2 separate regions of the Mus musculus genome follow, and region 2 is linked to region 1. The links are chromatin contacts, called in public promoter capture Hi-C maps. All regions are on one chromosome and are shown on one strand. Each heading gives the region's core, a stretch centred on a gene start, on an enhancer-like site or on the middle of the called end of the contact. The rest is flanking DNA. Distances are from core to core; before and after follow the strand shown.

Region 1 (2,529 bases), core at 12-2,511:
TTAATCCCGATCCTCAGATATCTTGGAGCTTCGGAGTCTGCCTTCCCTCTCTCGACGTCCCCTTGAGCCTTACTTTCCTTTCCTCTTGAGCTCAGCTCCCCAGCTCCCGGGTTGTGGCGCGGGATCCCTCATCTGTCCCCAGCCGGGCCGCTTCCCCTCGCCCGCCAGCTGGAAGGGCAGCCGGACAGCCTCGCTCGACGCGGACTCCGGAAGCTCTCGGTGGCGTCCGACAAGGCGGAGGGAAAAGCACGGGAGGGATGCGCTTGCCTGGGGACCGGTAGCGGGTAGCACGAAGTGTGGGCAGGCTTCGTTAAAAATGCCCACACGCTGGCGGCTGCCATCTCTGCTTGGAACCACTGACCCGCAAAGAATCAAAATACGACAAAACAAAAATAACAAACCGCGCTCTCTCCCATACGGTACTGGATTTGTTCATACATCCCTCCTTTCCCCTCGCTCTCCCTAGATATCTACCCTCTACCTGCGTACGTTGGTTACCGATTTAAAAAAAAATATTAAAAGTTTAAAAAGCAAAAATTAAAGTCCCAGTCGGCGTGAGGCTTAAAAACCCGATTCTGTCCCGTACTCAAAATGAGGAGAGACTGTTTTTCCCTCACTGTTTGCCTGAATTCCTGGCTCCACGTTACCTACCAGAGTCTACAAGGGGAAGGAGAGAGCCGGAGAGAAAGAAAAACAAAAAGGAAAAGAAAATAGCTCCTAAATTAAACTTCTCACATTCCAACCTTAAAAGTTCCCTTTCTGGAGAGCAAAGTCTCCCAGAGCCAGCCTTAGAAAACTTAAAGAAACCTCAGAAACCCGATCAGAAATCTACGAGTAAATAGCTTAAAATATATCAGCTGGGGTGTCAAAGAAGCTCCAGTTTTCTATCTCCAAAGCTCTAAAATGCATCTGGGGTGTCCGCTCACCTCATAGATGTCTTCGTACTTGACATTCTCCACGAGTTTCCAGAGCATGATCGCAGCCTGGTCTCTAGGAGGTGAGTGCATTCATGTGAGGAGCAGATGTCTGGTTTCTCAGGACTCCGCTGTCTGTAATGATCCATCTATAATTGGAAATGGGGGATACACACCAAATCCGACGCTCCTCTCCCATCGCAACTTATATCTGTTGTCTCAAACAATAGGCTGGAGAAGTAAGCCTCAGCAGACAGAAAAACATTATTGCACACAGGACTTAGATACAACGCGCACGCATACACACACACACACACACACACACACACACACACACACACATGCGCGCGCGCGCGCGCACACACACACACACGCACATGCACACATATATATTATAAAAAATCATAAACATGAATTTACACGCAGATAGTCACATTAGTTACATAAACACCTCTGGGTCACAGAATCCACAGACTAACCGTGCATTTAAAGGGAATATAGTGGTTCAAAACGAGAAATATAAATAGATACATTAAAAATCTGTTTTGAAAATGGCGAATCAATGCAGCCACTAACTAAAGTGTTTTAATAATTGACAATGAGAAACCACGCACATCAGTCCCCAAATTTTCTACATAGTTTTTTTTTTTTTTCTTTTAGGAGAACCATTACTGAGATTTTAAAGACAGTTTTCCTATTCTTGTATATTTAGGGGAGCATTAAAAAAACACCACTAGATTTTTGACTTTGAGTTATATTTCTCTATTGATGCAACCTTATAAAAGTATCATTGTGGAACAAGAATAACACCACTATTTACCACAATGGTTTCTGATATTTTGCTCATTGTGTCTAACACATTTGGAAACTTGAATATCTTGTGGACCCTACAATCTATATTGCTTGTTGCTTTAGGGATTGTTCTATATTTTTAGTGGTTCCTTGGTGTCTTTCTGTTTGCCTGGAGTCTCCATTTTATTAAGTTTTTTCTCTTCCTTTACATGTTGGAAACAACAAAGCACACAATGTTAATCTTGAGACCTTTAACAGGGGTATAGAACATTTTGTATTTGGGTTTATTGCCTGTAATTTGTGATTTTAATCTGATAGACTTGAGACAAGAACACCCAAATCTTTGAGAAGGTTTAAGCTTTGTACTGTTTAAGGAAACAGTGGGAAATGTTTTAAGATGTACAAGAGCAAATATTGTTTGGCCATTTTGCATTGGGGTAGATTTTCTTTTGAATATGTGCTTTTTGAAGTTTAGTTTTTTAAAAAATATTTTCAAAGCATAAATAACAACAAGTACAAAGTTTAACCACTAACCTACCCTCAAGTGGGCACCCTGTAAGGCACAGGATTTTCTTTTTTTTAATTTCATGAGGAATTCTATATTCACTAGCTCCCTCTCCTCCCCATCTTTCCACCCTTTCTGGGTTCTCGGAGGGTTCCCTGGAGTCAGTAGGGAGGCACTGAAGAAGATCTTGGCCCCTGGGGCAGAAAATAAATGACAGGAGGGAATGAGGAGGGTTGGGGTAATTTGGGGTGGAAGTTATTAAACCTGATGAGGGTGAATCTGTAAAGGGAGATTGTCTTTAAACTCCAGTGCATTCTA
Region 2 (2,529 bases), core at 19-2,518, 460 kb before region 1:
TTACTATACTGCTCTCGGAGGGGTTTCAGCCCCCCTCCTCTGCTCCTTCATGAGAGACAGTGGATTATTTTGGCTTTCTCTCTCCCTTTGATTAACTAATCAGCTTTCTTCCTGTCCTCTAAAGCATATTTCACTGTAGAAATGAAATTGGCACGGTTTAAGGTAACATAGCATTAGGACTCTAATCAGAGCCATGGAGGGCAAACCTGCGTTATGCTATTTTTTTCTCTTCTTCCCCCCCTCACCCCCGAGACTAATACTTCTTCAAAAAGCAGCATTGTAATGTTTTCAGTGTGTGTGAGTGAGTGATGGGCTGCATGTGCGGAGGAATGTGTGTGTGTGTGCTTTGTGCATATGTGCACACTCATCTACTCTCCATGTGAAATGACCAACATACCTGCCATTGCATTTATAACTCCTTCTATAAAAAGGAGACCCTTGAGGAGCAACATTAGTTATGGGGAAATTTTGATATGGAAATTACACATTAAAATCTTGCATTTAATTAAAATAAAACACTTACTATATTGTCACCATCCTTTTTAAATCTTATTACTTATCATTATATTTGAGAAACCAAAGAGTAATTCAAATGACAAAATCAAAAAAAAAAAAGGTGTAAGACAGCTTTAACTGGATTATTTAATTTTAGATTTTCTTGTTTTTAATACCAGATTTTCAACGATAACGATTTTTTTTAATAGTGCTTTGGAACTTCAGCCCACAGCACCGACTAGTTAAGTGAAAGCCAATACTTTTCACTGCACACTTACTCCTGAGTGTTGAGAAAAAAAGGAGGCAAGAGACAAGTATTTATGTCTTTCAAATGTATCAGGTTCAGCCTCCCATTTCTGCTTGGTTTCAGCTTTTCTGATTTTTTTTTTCTGGTCTCCTGCTAATTGCCTCCAGGCTCGCTCACTTACATATCCCCTGAATCTAGGAGCAGAGAATCTGCAATCGGCTCTAGGTGACTAATTATGGCGGTGGCTGAGTGATGGTCTAGCTACCACAGGGCACTTGTCTTCAGTGGGGAGCTTCAGGCAGTGAGAGAGAAAGAGGGAGGGAGGGAGGAACAGAGAGAGAGAGAGAGAGAGAGAGAGAGAGAGAGAGAGAGAGAGAGAGAATGAGAGAGAGAGAGAGAAAGGGTAAGGAGCCTGAGATGTACTTGTCCTCTGATGTCTTTTGTCTGCCTCCCTTAACTTAAGTCTGCCCATCCAGGGGCTGCTATCTGGACTCAGAATTGAAAAGAGGAATGTCTTTGTTACAGCAATTCCCTTGGCTAAGGGCTTTTGCCTGTCCTGATGTAAATGCCACTGACTTTCAGCACCTAGGCCAAGAAATTGAGCCACAGCAGAAAGGAATGCCCACGCATCTGAGAAAACTATCTCTGTTAGTTACAGCTATTACCTTGTCGAGTGCTAATGTGCACTGACTTAAACACCAGATCTTTAGAACAACCCTGCAAAACATAGGTTATGATTTGCATTCTCAGGTGAGAAATATTGACCCAAAGATATAGTTAAACCATTCTCCAACCATATCCTAAACTAAACCAAGAACACTGGGTTGCAAGCTAAAAACTTAGTCAAAAGATAATAGCAGATGTGCCCAATTTTAGACCTCATTTTCTAAAGCTTTGATTTTATTGTTTTATGTTTTAAAACCTTAGCATTTTTCATTAAGAAGACCTTTAAGGAACTGTATTAGCAGTTTCACATATTTTTGGTAAAGTATATTAACATAAACATTTCCATCAAAGTCTTGCTTATTGCTCTTTGTTCTAAGTCTTTGAAATACAAGCTGATTGTTATAAAGATTCATTGGAATAATGCTTCATTATTATTGAAACTGAAACAGGATGAAATTATGATTTTATTGTATCTGTTAAAACATTTTAAACATTTTCAATTTGTTGATGTGGTGATTATATATTGTTCACTGAAAGGTTTTTTTTTTTGATGCTTAGACAAATTACAACTATCTCAAATTTTCATCCTATTTTTTTTTTTGAGGTCATCTAGCTCACATCACTAGAGTAGTTAAAATTTATTTTTACATTTATGTAAATGAAGACTTTATTTAATTTTTCTTTTTATTATTTTATTACTTTTAATTAGATATTTTCTTTATATACATTTCAAATGTTATCCCAAAAGTTCCCTATGCCCTCCCCCTGCCCTGCTCCCCTACCTAACCACTTCCACTTCTTGGCCCTGGCATTCCCCTGAACTGGGGAATATAAAGTTTGCAATACTAAGGGGCCTCTCTTCCCAATGATGGCCTACTAGACCATCTTCTGCTACATATGCAGCTAGAGACACGAGCTCTGAGGGTACTGGTTAGTTCATATTGTTGTTCCACCTATAGCGTTGCAGACCCCTTCAGCTCTTGGGTAGTTTCTCTAGCTTCTCCATTGAGGGCCCTGTGTTCCATCTTATAGATGACTGTGAGCATCCACTTCTGTATTTGCCAGGCACTGGCATAGTCTGATACAAGACAGCTATACCAGGGTTACTTCAGCAAAATCTT

The links. Promoter capture Hi-C pulls out the DNA fragments that hold promoters and counts their contacts.
Region 2: a contact with region 1 is called in a promoter capture Hi-C map of frontonasal cranial neural crest, with 7 times the contacts expected there. The contact joins the enhancer-like site here to the promoter of Tfap2b in region 1. A contact is called at or near these places in 7 of 39 promoter capture datasets (the 3T3-L1 cell line, the HPC-7 cell line, HPC-7-derived erythroid cells and 4 more), 4 of 115 datasets of contacts at active chromatin or transcription factors (embryonic limb bud, embryonic midbrain, kidney and 1 more) and 2 of 9 other capture datasets (embryonic stem cells and liver).

Annotation. Positions count from the first base shown.
Region 1 is chr1:19,207,646-19,210,174 of GRCm38.p6, reverse strand. It overlaps Tfap2b (transcription factor AP-2 beta), which reads right to left and starts at 1,261. Exons shown (of 7, transcript NM_009334.3): 1 at 927-1,261. The coding sequence starts at 1,007.
Region 2 is chr1:19,671,455-19,673,983 of GRCm38.p6, reverse strand. No RefSeq gene overlaps it. Among named protein-coding and RNA genes, the nearest start is that of Gm32651, 67 kb to the right of the region's middle. Within about 2 kb of position 1,268, at least 6 of the 459 cell types and tissues checked have an H3K27ac peak or open chromatin away from gene starts, as enhancers often do. A contact at or near this core is called in neural tube, where this site is marked.